Regions from separate parts of the Mus musculus genome. Here all the other regions are linked to region 2. Evidence: chromatin contacts called from public ChIA-PET and promoter capture Hi-C data. All regions are on one chromosome and are shown on one strand. Each heading gives the region's core, a stretch centred on a gene start, on an enhancer-like site or on the middle of the called end of the contact. The rest is flanking DNA. Distances are from core to core; before and after follow the strand shown. Region 1 holds the start of Ces2e (carboxylesterase 2E). Region 2 holds the start of 4931428F04Rik (RIKEN cDNA 4931428F04 gene). Region 3 holds the start of Carmil2 (capping protein regulator and myosin 1 linker 2).

What was found. Promoter capture Hi-C pulls out the DNA fragments that hold promoters and counts their contacts. ChIA-PET counts read pairs in DNA pulled down with a chosen protein or histone mark.
Region 1: a contact with region 2 is called in a promoter capture Hi-C map of liver. The contact joins the promoter of Ces2e here to the promoter of 4931428F04Rik in region 2. A contact is called at or near these places in 2 of 39 promoter capture datasets (cranial neural crest and liver).
Region 3: an RNA polymerase II ChIA-PET map of memory CD8 T cells shows a contact between it and region 2, with 21 read pairs. The contact joins the promoter of Carmil2 here to the promoter of 4931428F04Rik in region 2. A contact is called at or near these places in 1 of 39 promoter capture datasets (embryonic stem cells), 1 of 115 datasets of contacts at active chromatin or transcription factors (memory CD8 T cells) and 1 of 9 other capture datasets (pancreatic islet).

What each region holds. Positions count from the first base shown.
Region 1 is chr8:104,924,744-104,927,982 of GRCm38.p6, reverse strand. It overlaps Ces2e (carboxylesterase 2E), which reads right to left and starts at 1,723. Exons shown (of 12, transcript NM_172759.3): 1 at 1,587-1,723; 2 at 771-975. The coding sequence starts at 1,662.
Region 2 is chr8:105,288,230-105,291,571 of GRCm38.p6, reverse strand. It overlaps 4931428F04Rik (RIKEN cDNA 4931428F04 gene), which reads left to right and starts at 2,044. Exons shown (of 8, transcript NM_028888.2): 1 at 2,044-2,168; 2 at 2,407-2,803. Exoc3l (exocyst complex component 3-like) reads left to right here. Exons shown (of 14, transcript NM_177788.5): 10 at 520-649; 11 at 768-890; 12 at 968-1,123; 13 at 1,216-1,340; 14 at 1,422-1,649. The coding sequence ends at 1,611.
Region 3 is chr8:105,684,714-105,687,858 of GRCm38.p6, reverse strand. Carmil2 (capping protein regulator and myosin 1 linker 2) reads right to left here and starts at 1,585. Exons shown (of 39, transcript NM_001357333.1): 1 at 1,546-1,585; 2 at 1,208-1,299; 3 at 1,063-1,113; 4 at 428-490; 5 at 182-306; 6 at 1-75. The coding sequence starts at 1,585. It overlaps Gm33578 (a long non-coding RNA gene), which reads left to right and starts at 1,639. Exons shown (of 2, transcript XR_387987.3): 1 at 1,639-1,698.

The DNA.
Region 1 (3,239 bases), core at 474-2,973, 360 kb after region 2:
CCATTTAAAGATGTGATATTATTTATTCCCTTAAGTTTCCCCCTTGTAGTCTATGGTAACATGGAGTTGTGACCCATAATAAACAGTTTCTGTCTTAACCTGCTTTTTACCAGGTATTTTATCACAGCTACAAGAAACAAAATGAAGATACCAAGATAATGTTGTGCAATACCTACACAGGCACTAAGGGGTGCAGTGGACAATGTCCCAAAAACAATGTCCCAAAGACCCATGGGATGTTCTTTACCCTACTTCCAGAAACTCTCAGGACCTCTACTTCACACGTAATCTTCAGAGGAAGGTTTTATATGTTTCTTTGGACAATGGCACTTGGCTCCTTTGGTTGTATGAGGAACTGTAGAGGCTGGAGTTGTGAAAGGACACATCACTGCTGCCCTCCTGAGAGACTTATAGTACATTATACTTGACTCTGGGCTCTTGCTGGTTAAGGTGTTTATACTGACCTTTGTCCATAGACCTCATTTATGGTGGCAGAGATCACTTGGCATATTCTGAATCTAGGAACCATTCATATCTGTTTCTCACTGCAAAACTGAGAGATAACGTATAGGAACTGATCTTTGACCCAGGAGACTGGCAAAGTTTTTTCTATTAGAAGCCTTAGCTATGTATCTAAAAATGCACAACGCACTGCACATCATAGACAGAAAACTTCTATGGGGTTGAGAAGAAGGAAGCATTTCATTTGCTCCCAGAGCTTAAAGCATGCTTTTACCCCCGGCCTGCAATTGTCTAGGTCCAAAACTTACATGTTTGGATGTGAGGTCCCATCCCTCACCCCACTCCATGGCTCAGGGGCCTCAGGAGGTGCAAAGCGCAGTGGTCCTACAGGAGGCTTGGCAAAGGGGATTCCCAGGAAGGTATGAACAGCGATGTCAGTGTCCTTCACGTGGACAAGGCTGCCTCTCACCTGGCCTGTGTGTGTGTTCCTGATGGGGCTGGCTGAGTCCTGACCTGTGGGTGGAGATGCCAACATGGTTAGTTTTGCCCAGGCAGTTGCCACTACATGGTTTATTCCCACCTTATTTTCACTAAGTGCCCATGGGGAAGGGAATTTGGGGTGTGTAGGCTCAGGTGTGGGATGTGCGAGTAGGAGCTTCTACATAACCCCCAAGCCAGGAACATTACTTATACTCCTTTTGAATGGTAGCAGGGCATGTCTCTAAGGAGGAGACATGCTCAGAGCCACTTGACAGCATGGATGTATTCTTTTCATCATCACCGAAAGGTCTGTAGCAGCCACAGTCACACAGGGAGAGAGGAAATGATACCTTTGCTCTCTTTCCTCTAACCTTCAGGTGCAGCACTTCTTAGCCCTTCTTCCACTGGAATGATTGTTTTTGGAAAGGGGTGTTCATAGGTATTGCTGACCCTCTATGTGCAGCAGGGTTCACTCTGTGGGCTTTGGTGAAGGCATTGGGAGGCACACATTTTCCACCCTTTTTATCTGCCATCTTTACCAGCTTTTCCCTCCCTGGTGACTTCCCTCCCACAAACGAACCTGCTGACTCCGAGGAACTGAGCAGCTCTGACCTGTTCCTCATTGCTCACTGAATGACTCTCACCTTGCACATGCAGAACGAGAAGCAGGACCCCACAGGCCACAGCATTCAGCCATCCAAGAAGTTTGTATAGTGGCATAGTCAGCTCTTAGATCTGAGTCTGTGTTGCTCCAGGATATCTGTGTGCTATGGACAGGAAATAAAAGATGTGGGTCTTGCCTAGGCAGGAATTTGGACCTAAAATAAAGTAGGCAGGAAATTCACTAGGGCGGGGCAAAGTTCGTATTGCCAAAGAAGAGCAGGCCAGCAGGAAGCCAAAGCAATCTCTATTCCTGCTCTTTGGCCTCCTAGAAAGGTATATCATGCCATCTGAAGTCCTTCTGTAACACAGGGAGTCCTATATTCAAGCCTAAGTCAATTCAAACCATGATCACTGTCCTTGTACTCATTGGGCAGATGTTAGTGTTGTTCTGGAGTTCAGAGAACAGGAATCTGTAACAGAGACAGCCTGGGGGGCTTCTTCAAGTAGGTATGTATTCAAGATAAGAGAGGGGAGGGGGAGGGAGGGGGAGAAGAGAGGGAAGGAGGGAGAGAATGTGTTCAGAATATGTCCATTACAGTGATCTTAGGGTCTATATGGACCCCTCCACATGTGTCCTGGCTATTTCACTGAAACACCACAATGTGGCACTTCGCAAGTCTCATTCCTTATTCACACCACCTCTGTAATATATGTTTCCTCTTTTAGCCAGCTCCTGCTGAGATCAACTTTCATAGTTCTTTATCTACTTAAGGAGCACTTTCCATTTTTTTCTATTTCTTTCTTTCTTGTGCATGTGTTTATATGCATGTGTGAATGCCATGCCACACATGTGAAATGCCTCTTCCGTCAGTCAGATCATTCCACCATGTGGATATAGGGGACCCATTTTAGGTCTCTGGCCTTTTGAAAATTCCTTGGCACATTGTGCCATCTCCTGGTCTTCACTTAGCAAACATTTACTCAGGTCCTGCTAGTCTAACACTGAACTCTCAGTGTCTGAGCTCTCAGAGTCTATGATAAAGCCAAAGGTACAGGTCTACACTAGGTGTGTAATAATCACAAAGAACCCTGGCAGAACACACCAAAGAGTACAGGACTAGGAGCTCCCACAATGCCCAACGGATCTCCTAGAGGGCATGATACAGGGATCAAAGTAAGCCTGAAGTCTGAGAATTTGCCTTCACTCTGTATTTCCAGATCCTGATAATTTATGGGCCTAGCACTGCGGGCGGAGCTACATCCTTAAGGCTTCTCTGTCTCTGCAAGCATGATACAGCCAAGCCTTTCCCTACCAACACTGGCTATTGTTTCAATGTAGTGGCTGCAATGCACTCCTGACCAGTCTGCTGTCCCAGCCCTCACTGGCTGCTCCTCTCCCTCCTCTCAGTTCCTTGAGCAAAGAAACTGATGCGCTGTAGGGCTACGAGGTCGTCTTCAGTTCCTTCTTTCTCAGGGTCAAGGAATCAGCATCTTCAAGTTTTCAGGGCTTCCTGGTGCTTCCTCTTAATACAAGACTTTCTCAGCTCTACTGGTGTAGTGGTTTGAAAGAGAATAGCCTTTACAGACTCATATATTTGAATGTTTGCTTTCCAGTTGATGGACTGTTTTGGAGGAATTAGGAGGTGTGCTCTTGTTGAAGGAGGTTTGTCACTGGGGGTGGGATTTGAAGTTTC
Region 2 (3,342 bases), core at 795-3,294:
TAAAGACGTGCACCACCACGCCTGGCTCAGGCCCAAAGATTTATGATTATACATAAGTACACTGTAGCTGCCTTCAGACAAGCCAGAAGAAGGCATCAGATCTCATTACTGGTAGTTGTGAGCCACCATGTGGTTGCTGAGATTTGAACTCAGGACCTTCGGAAGAGCAGTCGTTCTTTCGTCAGCCTCCACCAGGCCTGGCTTATCTTGAGTGTTATGCTCTTGGTGGTGTGCAGAGAGGACAGACATACATGCGGGGAATTTTTACTCTTTTAAGAGCTCCCCTCTAAAACAAAATAAAAGGAAGAATAACTTAACTTGAGGTTACATTAGAGGCAAGTCCGCTGGGCATACTCTTCCTAGCCTTACAGAATACCTGAGCCCTTCATAAATTCAGAGCCGCCCTTTCCGCCCCAGCTCCCACCAGACACTGTACCACAAGGTGGCGCCAGAGTGGATGAATCCTAGAGGGCCATGCGAGCCTTGGCCTTGGTCCTGAAGTCACACTTTTTGGTCCAGATCTTCGGTCTCGGTCCTGCTGCCGGACGGGGAAGCTTCCGGGGTCTTAGCTCCAGTGGAAGCTGCGCTGGACGACGTACAAAGGAGGATCTGCCGCCTGGTTTTGGAAGTACTGCAGGTTGAGCTCCAGGTGAGGTCGCCATCCCAGTCTAGATTGGTAGTGTGAGGGAGAAACACGGTCTATTTATGGTGGCCTCTACGGGATCCGGATCATTTCCCTAGCCCTGTCTGTGCTATGCTTTCCCTAGCCCCTGTTCTCCGCTCTGCCCTCGCGCCGGTGGCTATTGAGTTCTGAGTTGCTAGATGGTGTGTGTGAGCAGACGTCGCACTTCTGCCAGGACTTCTGGCGCGTACGGAAGCCTGGTGTTCAGGTAGGGCGAGGAGAGGAAAGCTGGGGAAGGGGTTGTGCTGGTGGGACCCTATATTCAAACTGATTACTGTCCTGCAGCTGCTGCTGGCAGAGGCGGAACGAACCGTGGTGTTACAATACCTAAGGGCTCTGATGCAGGGCCGCCTAGTGTGCCGCGGTACGGACGAGCGGAGCCAGGCGGCTGAGCGACTTCGGCAGGATGCTGCCCAGCTCAAAGAGCTTTTCCTTGGTTTGGTGAGAGCTCATTGGGAGGGCAGACAGTCGAGGATCTCTGTAGTTGGGTGGGAGCCGAGGGCCCGCTGGAAACCCTGTTCCCATGTGTTCAGGGCCTGGAAGAGAGCGCTCACTGCGCGCCCGTCCTGCTCGCGCTGAGGGAACTGCTCAACCTCCACGACCCCACACTGCTTGGCCTCGAGGTGGCAGGCTTGAGGCAGCAATTTCCCGACGTGAGGTGCGAGGAAGGGGACAGGGGAGGAACGGCCCAGGAGGACGAGGGAGGGCTGGGCTGACGCACGTGGTGGTATTCCTGCAGCGAGGATCACGTCTCTGCCCTCTTGGACCTGCGCGGAGACGTGTCCCGAGAGCATCGTCAGGCAGCACTCAGTTCGCTGCAGGCGGGTCCACCGCCCTCACCGTCCACTGGCCGCCGGGCGCTCTTCAGCCTGGTACCGACGCCTACGCCCTCCCTGTCCTCCTGCCTCCCTTCAGGTCCCTGCTCCTGACACCCATCTGTTTGCGTAATAAAGCCACGTCTACGACACGTCTGAATCTATGTGTTGGGGGCGCGCCGGTGAAAGCAACAGTGCAATTAGGGGTCCGTGCACAGTGGTACATCTATAATCCTGGCTGAATCCTAGTATTCTGGCAGCATCTCACCTATGCAGACATCTGCTCTCTTTGTGGACTGCGTGCCCCGAACCCTGGGCTCCCGTGGAGTACTCACTTCCTATGTATCTACTACCGGCAAGCAGTAAATGGTTTCATCGCCCTCGCCAGTCGCTTTAGAAGCGCGGAAGTTTGAAGAGGGGGAAGTCTAGGACCAGACGCGGTCCAGGGGCGCAGGGTGGCAGCGAATCCCGCCCCTCTTCGCACGTTTGGCTCCGCCCACAGCGAGCTTAAGCACGCCCCCTACGGCGGAGACGGACGTGGCCCTTGCGTCTTCGTGTGAGCGTGCGCGCGCCCGAGTGCGCGTGTCTTTGGCGCGGGCTTCCATGGTCTCGGCGGCCAGCGATCGGCTTTGAGGAGCAGGAACTGCGGGCAGCAAAAGAGGCGTGATCAGGTGGGGGCGCGGCACGCGGACCGAACCCCTACCCCACTCCAAAAACCGAGACTAAATATGACTAAGACTTCACCCTTCTTGATTTACCAGGGAATTCCCCCAAGTCCATTGTCTCCTAGCTCCGCCCTCCATTGGGCACGCCCTTCACCCTGTCTCACGCCCTTTATTTGTCTTCAGGGCACGCCCTCCCAGAGCTCTTGGTTCCTATTGGTTGTTTTCCCACGTTATCTCTTTCCAGGGGTTCTTATTGGTGTGGGCCACACCCTCTCATTTGTCACCAGACCCCGCCTTCAGCAGTCAGGGACTCCAGCCTCACCCTGAATTCATTCATTCTGCAACTAGTGAGTGCGTGGGACGAGAGGGTGAATCAGACCCTTCCTGACCTCGGGGAGTTCAGGGCACGGTGGGGAAATATGGATCTAGCCTCCAGCCATGACAGCCTAGGGCTGTCAAGAAGCCATCAAGACCCTGGGACCCTTTACACATCGGGAAGGCTTCCCAGAGAAAGTGAGGCCTAAACCGGGCCCTGAAAAAAATGGTTAAGAGGTTGCTCCAGGGACACATTGGCAAAAGAATTCTTGGCAGAAGAACCTGAGACGTGAAAGAAACAGGTGAATTCTGGTAATTACGTGGAGGTAGGTGGAATGAACGAAGGGAAAATGGAAGAACTGGCCCATATAGTGGTCAGTAGACATCCAGAAAAGTATACAGTTTGAGGGTGAATGAGATCTGAGACTAGAAGTCATTTTTTAAGCAGCCGATCACTAGGTAAGGTGGAGGAAGACTCCGAGAAGGAGGAGGATGCCGGGGTGGGGGTGGGGGGAGTCTAAACAGGGTATCTAAGTTTGCGAAAGGAATGATTATAGTATTTTTGCTTTAGAGGTCTATTTTTATTATTTCTGGGTATGGGTATATGCATGTGCCCGTGGAGGCCAGAAGAGGGCCTTGGGTCTCCTGCAGCTGGAGTTAGCCTGCGTGGACACTAGGAACTGGATTTGGGTTCTCAGGGAGAGCAGCAAGTCTCTCCAGCTCCATGATTTAGTTCTTACAAGGACTCAGGTTCATCCATGGATCACAGTGGATTACAGTGCTGGATCAGGGACTGTTCTGGGTTCTGGAAGCACAGTTGCACATTATAGAAAGGAAAACCCAGATAAAGCCTTCAGATCTGCCA
Region 3 (3,145 bases), core at 336-2,835, 400 kb before region 2:
ATGGTGGACTCTAAGGGATGGCTTCTCTCCAGTCGAGCCAGCAGAGACGAGGGTGTGGGCTTCCGGAATAGCTTCCTAGGCAGGGGATAAGGAGAAGAGGCAAAAGGGACTTCTAGCTCCTTGAAGGATGAAAAGCTTTCACTGAGGCCCTGCCCCACCCCTTGGATTTTCTAAGCCTCACCCAAGGGTTGAGCGAGGGAAGACCTTTTTGATGGCAGCAGCTACATGCTGAGCCAGCTGTTCGAGGGCAGCCACACAGGGAAACTCCAGGACCAGTTCAGGCAGGGACTCCAGCTCAAAGGTGACCTGGGGAAGGAGGAGCCTTTTGGATCCCTGTGTGGTGGAAGCGCTGTCCATTCAGAGTGATATGTGTAGGAATAAATGATCAAGCGGAGTGTATGTTCAAGTTGGGGTCCAGCTTTCTTACCCGAGGGGGTGTTTCCTGTAGTGCCATGGCCTGGACCTCCAGGTAGCTGAATGTACAGTCCACCTGGAAAGCATCAGAGTCATTCCAACTGACTGTTGCTACTCTCTTGAGCCTAGTTCGTTCTTTCTTTCTTTCTTTCTTTCTTTCTTTCTTTCTTTCTTTCTTTCTTTCTTTCTCTTTCCTGAGACAGGGTTTCTCTGTGTAGACCTGGCTGTCCTGGAGCTCACTCTGTAGACCAGGCCTGCCTGCCTCTGTCTCCCTAGTGCCAGGACTAAAGGCGTGCACCACCACCTCCTAGCTTGTTCTTAAAATTTAAAAATTGTACTATTGGGTGTTTGCTGGCATGTTTGTCTCTGTACCACTCTTGTGTGCCTGGTTCCCAAAGATGCCAGAAGACGGTGGTGGGTGCCTTCGAACTAGAGTTCCAACCACTTGTGAGCCCACCTGGTGGTGGGAGAATTGAACCCAGGTCCTCTCTCCACAGCCCATGATTTTGTGGCATCCTGAGCTAGACCTGCCCAGACTTCCCTCCTGTCTGCTGTTGGAAAGTAAAAGCCAGCATGGGCAAAGAAGACAGCTGCGCAAGGCAGTCCCTTGCTGAAGGGGAAGGGGTGTTGGCCCGGCCTGGGACTCACCCTCAGGGGAAGGCAGGTGTGCAGCAAATATGCCCTCCATCGAAGCAGTGCCTGGGGGGAGACAAAAGACTAATACTCTAGGGAAATCAAGTTTCTTTGTGCAGGGTCTGGCCACTGTCCTGAGCTTCACTCCTGGCTACCATACCAGGATATGGCTTTGCTCGGCACCCTCCTGGGGAAGCCAGGTTTTCAACAGCAGCTCCGCCTCCTTGGGCCACAGGAACCTGGTGATCTCGCCTGTGGAAAGACAGTCTACTGGGTGACTTTGGCTCCTCTATTAGGGCCACTCTGTGCCCAAGGTCTGTGCTAGACTGAGTGCCCAGGTATTCATGTGTGGATCAGCTAGGAAGAAATGAAGCGGACTTTTAGGCACTGGCCCTCCCTCCAGAACAAAAACCCCTGGTCAAGTTCCCTAAGGCGCCGAGAGGAGAGGTCTGGTTTGGAGTCAGGCTCTTCATGGCCAGGTGGGCTCCCAGGGCTTACCTCGCAGTTCACAGGATATGTCGTCTGGGGTCTGTGCCATAGGGCCGGGACGGCCCAATGAGCTCTGGCGGGAAAAAGCAGCCGGCAGGAGCGTACACAGGAAGCCAGGGGCCCAGGCAGCAGTGCAGCCACCTGCTCCTCCTGCAGCGGAAGGTACGCGCTTCTTCCTGCCAGGCCGCCCCCGGCCCGGCCCCTCCCCGCCCCGGCTTCGTTGGCTGAGTTCGCCCCGGGTGGGAGGTTGTGGGAGGATGGTCGAATCTTGACTGTTGCTGTCGCTCAGGGACTTTTCCTTCCGCGTACTCGGGTACTCATGGGTGTGGTGTGTAGGGGAGAGGGTCTTGCCTTTTCACCCCTTGCCTGGTGCCCTACTTCCACCCTGCCCCGTAGTCCCGGGCGCAAACACCAGGGGACGCCACCCTCCAGGGGATGCCAAAGGCCTAACTAACTTGATCTATCCCAAGACACAGGTTGGGTAGGTTGGAGTAACTCAAAGGAAGCCAGAGCAGTTGTGTCTCTGTGCAGTAAAAATTACCCACCACCCAAGGTTCTGCCCTGCTCAGATACGAATTTAAGAGTCTGGCAACCTATTTGTAATCCCAGCACTGTAAAAACAGGCAGGAAGAAAAGAGGCTGGGCTGCACCCTTTTTTTTTTTTTTTTCTCCCCGAGACAGGGTTTCTCTGCGTAGCCTGGGCTGTCCTGGAGCTCACTTTGTATAGACCAGGCTGGCCTCGAACTCAGAAATCCACCTGCCTCTGCCTCCCAAGTGCTGAGATTAAAGGCGTGCGCCACCACCACCCGGCCTGGGCTGCACTTTTTAGAGGTGTGCCAGACTTTTTGACTGGACCATGGTTGGTGCCTGCTTTTAATTGGGAGGTCCAGGCAGGAGGACTCTTGAGTTTGAGGTCATTCTGGTCTATAGTCCTTGTCTCAAAAACCAGATTAGCCATAATCCTTTGTAACAGGTTCCTCTCATTTAGATGCGGGCTCTTTGGGAACATCTGTAGCTAATTTATGACCTGAATCTCACTGAAGGCTGGTGCTGGTATTTGTGTTCTCAGGTTGTCTGCATTGAAGTTCAGGGAGGATTCACTTGAGCCTAGAGCTGGGATGAGTATACTAGCCAGAAGCATGCTACCCTACAAAAGGGGCTGATTCAGATCTTACCCACACACCCCCACCCCACAGACTTCATTAAATCCCACTTCTAACTGCCCTACCCACAGTTCAGCAAAAGAGAAAGACAAAGTCTTGGAGAGCAGAAGCAACTATGTATTATAATCTCTTAGGCTTCTGTCCCATCTCTACCTTTCCCAGACAGAGGATGACTTGGGAGTGTCCTCTAAGCGGGACCCTCTCCACCAAGTCCCAGTCACTCTGGTTCATGTTAAGCCCAGGACTTTCTGGCTAACCTGGACAACACAGAGAGACCCCGTGTCTTCAAAATAAAATGGCTAATGGCAGTAGTATTTATCTACATGAAACCGGAGTTCAATTTCTTGTGCTGTGAAGCGACAGCCCTTTAACATGTTTGCCGACTTGCCAACTTCCACCGAAACATAGAAGGTGGAAAGTAGATATAAAGGAGAAACAACTTGGAG